2 separate regions of the Rattus norvegicus genome follow, and region 1 is linked to region 2. The links are chromatin contacts, called in public Hi-C maps. All regions are on one chromosome and are shown on one strand. Each heading gives the region's core, a stretch centred on a gene start, on an enhancer-like site or on the middle of the called end of the contact. The rest is flanking DNA. Distances are from core to core; before and after follow the strand shown. Region 1 overlaps Plcl1 (phospholipase C-like 1). Region 2 holds the start of Mars2 (methionyl-tRNA synthetase 2, mitochondrial).

Evidence for each region. Hi-C and Micro-C count contacts between places; a contact is called where the count stands out from the background.
Region 1: a Hi-C map of frontal cortex shows a contact between it and region 2, with 2.3 times the contacts expected there. The contact joins the enhancer-like site here to the promoter of Mars2 in region 2. A contact is called at or near these places in 3 of 12 Hi-C or Micro-C datasets (the A7r5 cell line, Schwann cells and frontal cortex).

Annotation. Positions count from the first base shown.
Region 1 is chr9:64,704,995-64,709,065 of GRCr8, forward strand. All of the region lies in intron 5 of Plcl1 (phospholipase C-like 1), which reads left to right. Among named protein-coding and RNA genes, the nearest start is that of Plcl1, 310 kb to the left of the region's middle. Within about 2 kb of position 1,532, at least 3 of the 93 cell types and tissues checked have an H3K27ac peak or open chromatin away from gene starts, as enhancers often do.
Region 2 is chr9:64,212,410-64,216,445 of GRCr8, forward strand. It overlaps Mars2 (methionyl-tRNA synthetase 2, mitochondrial), which reads left to right and starts at 2,526. Exons shown (of 3, transcript XM_039084841.2): 1 at 2,526-3,886. The coding sequence starts at 2,983.

The DNA of each region.
Region 1 (4,071 bases), core at 282-2,781, 490 kb after region 2:
GCTTCCTCCTCTTGCCCTGGCCTCTCTTCTTTCTCCTCGGGTCTCAACCTGTGACTACCACCCAGGTAACTAAAACCCACTTAGCTCTGTCTGCTGCCAATCTGAGGCTTTATTTAGCCTTTTATTGACCAATTAACTTGGGCTGAGGGAGGCAAGTGGTGTACTTGGTGTACATGAGGAACTCCTCATCAAAGGGCAGCCAGATCTTGGGGACCAGTATTTAGCATTTGGATACATAGCAGCAACAGACCAACCACAACATGGGTTCTTTTGTCTGGGAGTTCCTAGTCAAACGTCCTTCAGTTTTAGAAGGTTGATTTGCTTTCCCTAGACATGTGCTAAACAGTGTATTTCTCACACACATTAAAATATATAGCACTTATGGATGGTTCTTAGTGCATCTCCAGAGCATGTGGAATCACAGGGAGGAGACTCAGAGAGGTAGAATACGTGTGGCTGGGGGGTGGGGGAGTTAGTTCATCAAGTGACCTTGGATGGAGACCGAGCCCCATTCTTGTTCTTTCTTTGCTTCTCTCTCTCTCCATGAGGTGAGAGCACTTTTCTTTCGGGCTTTCCCACTGCTCCTGTAGGTCTGAGAGCAACATGGCTGACTCTGGTCTGAAAACTCTGAAATTGTGAGAACAAATGCGTCTTTCCTTTGTGAAAGGTTGTTGATTCCAGGGGTCTCATAACAAAGACACAAACGGCATGTGCTATGTAAAAACATTCCAGTTGCTTTGAGCCAGTCATATGGGTCTGGTTTGCTCTCATTTTGTCCCCACCCTCACAACTCCTGATTAAATCAGACTTCATTGTTTTTCTTTTTTGTCTAAAGGCAAAATAAACAGATAAAGAAGGTTAACTGCTCTAGAATTACTTGAGGCTTATGGGGCAGGTTACTGAATTGGCATTTTTTTATTCCTCCAATCTGCTTAAAAGCTCATAATTTGAGTATATGTTGGAATAATTATACAGACACTTGAGAATTGTAGGTGCTTGCCTGCTGGTGAGAACTTGGCTGTTTGTGTGCTGTGTCCTCACTCTCTTATTACACATGTTGTGGGAAATTGGATCATGCTTGTTGTGGCCTTGATATCTTCAACCAGTATCTCATGGTGACTGCTAAAAATGACGTCAGCCTGTGAATTCTTATATATATGAAAAAAGTGTCTATTAGCAGTAACTGCAGTGAGTAGAACTGAAGACTCCTAATGATGGGCATTGTGTGTCCCGAGTCAGCTCATGCAGTTCTGGCGAGCTTAAATCAGAAAAGGAGAAAGCCAGTCACTTACTGCCCATTCTCCTTTATGTATAATACAATTTAGGCATTGTATAATTTACAATTTAGGAAGAACAGATTCCGTAGAAAAGAACTATTGATTACATAAACGTATGTGCTTCGTGTATGTGGGGTGTCTCTGGTTCTTTATGAAACACCTCACCCACTGACCCCACCCACTGTAAGCTCTGTGAGAATAGATGGCGGCTGCAGTGATGGAGGAATGGGACTGTCTGTCCTCCCAGCTACTGAAATCTGTTCCCAGGACAAACAGGAGGCCGTATAAATCATACCATCGCTACAAGCACCATCAGAGTGAAGATTTGCATTCCAGGTTCTGGAAAGCATACTCCCCTAGCATCAAAATCACCATTGCACCAACTGGACACAACCATTTCTGTAATCTCTACTTAGTAATCACCACCTTAAAAGTATTAGTTTCAACGCCCCAAGTATAATTTTGTTCTAGTAATGCTTCTCTGGTCAGAAAGAGAGATCAAAGAGGGGAACGATTGTTACTATCCTTGGTTTTTAAATGTCCTTACTGTTTAGACAGCTGTTCCTGGGAACACCACTTCTCTTAGATTCTTCCTCAAGGACACCCGGTAGCTGTTTGCAGAGGGATCCTTGAACTTTGCTGGCCTTGACAATTAGTCATATGAGAGTTCATGAATTTCACTGAAGTTAGACATTAGTACAGCTGAAATGATCTTGCTAGAAATGTCTGTGACAGTGCTCCCCTTCTGCCCATGAGGTTTGTGAGTTAATCCAGGAGCTGGACAGAGTTGCACGCCCTAATATGTGAGGTCTGCACCTCGTGAAGTCTTGTGGTGCCATTCACATGGGATCTGTATGAACGGTGCTTCTATACCTTTGCTCCGAAGCTGTCGGTCTATACACTTTCTCTCCAGCTTCTGTTTACCATAAAGTTTTGCATGCTTTTAACATTCATTCATGTCCATCCCAATTATTGTATAATATAGTGATTTTCCTTATATTACACTTATGAGGGGTCTTTCATGATTTCATAAGGGTTCATATGTAATGGTGAATCTCTGTGTGGATTGTTTGTTTGTTTGTTTGCTTGTTATTGTCCACTGAAGCACAGCAGAGAAGTTAAGATCCAGAAAATGTTAGGTGAGGGAACGGCAGTTGCTATTCAGCTGGATCTTAACCTTAGGCAAATTTGGCAAATAAACACAATGTAATTTCTAACTCCACAGGAGAAGTAGAATTTTTGCCAGAGCTCATATTTTTAGAACATTCAGTCCTCTTTTCAAGTCTAATAAAACATCCTGGTAAGTAAAAACTCAAGGGACAGATCTTGGTCTCCCGAAAAAACAAAGGCTCTGAACTTATTAAGGACATTAAAATAAAAGCACCTTCATTCATAATCCAAGCATACTGGGATGAGAGAAGTGTCTTGCTATTTGTCTTTCAAATGCAAGAGAAGCCTTCATGTGATTGCCCTGGAAAAGTCCACTGTCAGGAGGCCTTCTCTTGGCTCTGCACCTTCAGCCTGTCTTCACTTGCTTGGAGTTCCAGCTCAAAGAGCACCCCACCTCCACCACAATGAAGAGTCCAGTGAAGCTTCCACCCCACCTCCACCACAGTGAATAGTCCAGTGAAGCTTCCACCCCACCTCCACCACAGTGAAGAGTCCAGTGAAGCTTCCACCCCACCTCCACCACAAGTCCAATGAAGCTTCAGGATGATTTCCTCCTAGGACTCTTGCTCTCCCTACCCACCGGACCAGCTAACAGCTCCATGACATTCAAAAACCTACACAAGCTCTTCCCTTACATTCCAGGGAACCTTCCTGACCCCCCACATTCACACGCCTTCTCATTAAAACTGTCTGTGTCTAACACAGTGTCATACCCGAGTTCTGCTAAGTCATTATATTATCATGGTTTGTCACTGTAAGGATGCTGAGTCAGCTCCTTCAGGGCGAGCATGAAGGTCAGCACAGAGATGAACTCAGAGAAACTGGTGTACAGAGGCCACTTGGCATGCACCAGACAAAGCAACGGACTAGCAAGCAGGAGGGTACAACCTGTGCCCTGTGTGACCACGAAGCCTGTTAACAGTCTCGTTCAAGGTGCCCATCGCTCCATTTTGACCCCATTAAGCTTCTGGACTTCCTGGAAGTTTCCTTCTTTCATCACTGTAACTCAGTCTTCCCCTCTACTCTCTATCCTTGTAGGCTACAAACATACTCACGTACACACTGCACTGTAGTTTGGTTCTGATATCTGTTGTCTGTTTTTAGTTTTGTTTTCCTCTTGGTGGTTGTGTTCTTTCCTGTTGGAATCCAGACTGTTCTTGGGATGAGTGCCAGTGGCACGACGGTACACAGGTTTCTCGGGGAGTGGATGCTCTCACTTCCCCTGTGTACTCAGAGCTCAGACAAGCAGAGTAAATTTGATAAGGCTTTTGTGTTGGCCTTCCTCCTTATTTTATAATTCTAATGTTCATGTCACATTTTTTATTATTACAAGAGAAAGAATGCATGGTATGTGCTCAAGATGTGTTTGTTGAATTGACTCACATGAATATAAACCTATAAAAGAATATGAAAAATTGCCCCAGTGGGATAAGACTTTAAAAACTGTTGTCACTGGTTGTTTGTAAGAGAATTGGGAAGGCCACTCTGGTTCTCTACAGATTTTTTACTTTTTGCGGTAAGGACCCATTACTAATAATGCAGGTGAACTCCGGAGGTTTTCATATAGTCTTTCTAAATATTTTTGCCACTTATCTTTGAATTTCTTCCCACTTTGTAAATTTAT
Region 2 (4,036 bases), core at 1,276-3,775:
GTGTCATGAAGCTTATTCCAACAAGAGAAAATGAAGCAGGATGAATAGCATGCTGTATGCTGACCCCTTAACTGCTTAGGAAGAACTGCATTTGTCATTTGGGTTGGCCTTACTCAACTCCACCCTTTCCCAATTTTTCCCTTCTCTTTAAAATTGGAAATAAACTTTTCATATAGTACATTGTGCTCACTTTCCCCTCCCAATGTCTTTCCACATCTGTACTGCCTCCCACCCATCCAATTCCACCCTTCTTTCCTTTTAGACAATAAACATACTAATAAACAAACCTGAATAAAACAAAGGAAAGAGAGAAAACAAAAAACAAAAGCAAAGGAGAAACACACACACACACACACACACACACACACACACACACACCTCCCCCCACAACCCCCCCCACACACACCTTACACAGATACACACACACCTCTCACAGACACACAGACACACACCTCACACACACAGACACACACACACCTCACACACACCACACACACACACACACACACACACACACACAAACAGACACACACCATAGAAACATAAAATTGGAAACTATACCAGATAAGAAGAAGGTAAAAACTGAGCAAACCAAACACCATCTCCATGGGTACTATTGATTTTGTTTCATGTTGGCCATTTGTTGTTGAGCATGGGGCCTACCCTAAGTGTGGTTTATATCCTAGTAAGATATCCACTGGAGAAAACAAGTTTTTCATTTGCAAGTAGTAGTCAACTGGATGTAGCTTCTGGGTTAGGGATGTGAGCTTGTGACCATGTCCCTCTCAGCACTAGGGCCCATCAGGCCCCTACTTGTAGAGCCCTGTGCATGCTGCTTCAGTCTCTTTGAGTTCATACCTGCATCTGTCCTGTCTGGAAGGCACTGTTTTCTTGGTGTCTCTCATTTCTACTGCCTCTTACTGTCTTTTTCTTTCTTTCTCTTCTGCATAGTTTCCTGAAACCTGAAGTTTGATGAAGATGCCCCATTCAGGACTGAGCGTTCCATAGTCTTTCATTCTCTGCACATTGTTCACTCATGGGTCTCTGTTAAGCTCTCACCTGTAGGAGGGAGCTTCTCTGATGCTGGCTGAGTGAGACAGTGATCTATTTGTACAGCAGAATGTTAAGGATCATTTTACTGTTATTGTTCTTTTAGCAGAACATTCCCGTGTGTCCCTGGCCTGTCTAGTCTTAGGTTCTTGGCCAACTGAGAAGTGTCGGGTACTGGCTTTATTTCATGGAGTTCCTAAATCCAATAAGCTGGTGGTTGGTTACTCCCACAACCTTTGTGGCACTATTGTACCAGCAGATCATGCATCAAGATCATCATGTATATCAAAAGGTTTGTAACTGGGTTGGTGCTTACCTTTATTTCTAGTAGCATGCAGACTACCTTCCAGTACCATGAAACTAGTGAGTCTGCAGACCCCAACTTTTAAGTTTACATACTTTCTACTTGCCTTTTGCAAATTCGCAGATCAACCAGAACAGACTAGATTATGCTGTGGATGTTTGTCTCACTTTCTGTAGTTCCTGTAGAGAATTTCATCAGTCTATCTTTTTTTTTTTTTTATTCTTTTTTTTTGGAGCTGGGGACCGAACCCAGGGCCTTGCACTTCCTAGGCAAGTGCTTTACCACTGAGCTAAATCCCCAACCCCCATCAGTCTATCTTCTAAACCATCACAGAAAGCACATCCAACTCACCACCAGTCTTTACACACCATGTACAAGTCAAAAAGAATGAACAATATGGTTGAATCTTAGGAATAAAATGTTGAATTAGAAAGGTAAGATAGAGACTACCTGCCCCCCGTCTTTTTTAAGATGTAATTAATATAAGCAGTGTTACTCAGATGCACTGCTTCTATACAGGAATGTGGACGTGAAGGCAAAACTCAGGGCTGTTACTGCTCATGGAAGAGGGTTAGCACACAGCGAATAGATCTAAACTGCAGCTCATCTCTAACTTAAATGTTGATGTGCATTGCAGTTCATTGGGGGAACTCAGTAAAGCTTCTATCGTTGGTCTGAGATTCCAGTTTCTGCCTCAGCAGTAGTGAAAGGGCCTCAGAATATGTATGTCTAACTAAGTTCTTGCTGTCTCCTTCTGCTTTGGGGACCATCTTTTGAGAATCACCAACAGTACTTAAGTTAGGTGAGGGTTTATAGGTGTTTTATCTGATTTTATTATGTGCATATGTACACCGTTTAAATGGTGTAGGGAGGCCAGTTGTGGATGAGAAAATATGCTTCGAGCCAAGGATTAATAATACAATTTTGGGTTTCTAAATTCTCTCTCGCTAAAAATTAGGATTCCATACTAAAAGCGCAGTCTTGGAAGAACTTGAAGACCATTTGAGGAGAAAATTGTGACTGGTTTTGCACAATAAGGCTGAAAGTTAACGTTTCCTTATCTGCACGTCTGTGACTCGGCACTCCGATGCCTGGATGATTCTCAAATCAACCCTTAAGGCTCAGCAAAATGTTCAGACACGTTATTTCCTTTTCTCCCGTGCTTATCCTTCCCTAAAGTGCTCTAGGAAATTATTTTTCCTTTCTTTCAGATTTATTTAGATTCTGAGATAAACGCCGGATTTGTGCCTTGCTATATGACAGTTAATGGATTTGGGAAAATACCTCAATATAAAAATCTTGCCAACAAGTTCAGTCCAGAACCGATTAGTTCAGTTCAGATCCACAGCAGATCCCAACGAGTAAAACTGCACAACACTCGGGCTACGCTCTCCTTTCACCAACTGCCCTGACACGGAACCCATTAGCCGACTACTCAAAAACTCCCGCCGGCCAGCGGCCCTTGCGCGCTGCAGGAAGCCTGTGGAGGCAGGCGTGGGCGAGGCTACAGGAGTCACTGCTCGTCGTTCATTGGCTTCCGCGCCGGAAGCTGCGGTGCCGCCCAGCTGCGCACGCGCCCTCTCACGTGCTTGGGAACGCCGCCTTCAGTGCTGGGGCCGGCTGGCACCATGCTGCGGCAGTGCGCTCTGTGGGTGCTGACGCGCACCCCGGCCGGCCGCGGCTGTCGCCGCTACAGTTCGTGCTCGCCGAGCGCTAGTGGCGACGCTCGGGAAGCGCGGGCCTACTTCACCACACCCATCTTCTACGTGAACGCCGCGCCGCACATCGGGCACCTGTACTCCGCGCTGCTGGCCGACGCCCTGTGCCGCCACCGTCGTCTCCGAGTTCCCGGCTCTGGGTCCACGCGTTTTTCTACCGGTACGGACGAGCACGGCCTGAAGATCCAGCAGGCGGCAGCCACCGCGGGCCTGGCCCCGATCGAGCTGTGCGATCGAGTGTCTGCCCAGTTCCTGCAGCTTTTCCGGGAGGCTGGCATCTCCTCCACCGACTTTATCCGCACCACGGAGGCTCGGCACCGGGTAGCGGTGCAGCACTTCTGGGGTGTGCTGGAGGCCCGGGGTCTGCTTTACAAAGGGATCTATGAAGGGTGGTATTGCGCCTCGGATGAGTGTTTCCTGCCTGAGGCCAAGGTCACTCGGCAGGTGGGTCCGTCCGGGGATCCTTGTCCTGTCTCTCTCGAGAGCGGACACCCTGTCTCCTGGACCAAGGAAGAAAATTACATTTTCAAGCTTTCTCAGTTCCGAGAACCACTCCAGCGGTGGCTTCGAAACAACCCTCAGGCGATCACACCGGAACCGTTCCACCAGGTAGTTCTTCAGTGGCTGGAGGAGGAGCTGCCTGATTTGTCGGTTTCTCGGAGGAGTAGCCATCTGCACTGGGGCATTCCAGTTCCCGGGGACGACTCGCAGACTATCTACGTGTGGCTGGATGCCCTGGTCAACTACCTCACTGTAGTTGGCTACCCGGATGCAGATTTCAAGTCTTGGTGGCCAGCAACATCTCATATTATCGGTAAGGACATTCTCAAATTTCATGCTATTTATTGGCCTGCCCTTCTCCTAGGGGCAGGGTTGAGGCCACCACATCGCATCTGTGTCCACTCGCACTGGACGGTAAGTGGCCAAAAAATGTCCAAGAGCTTGGGCAACGTGGTGGATCCCA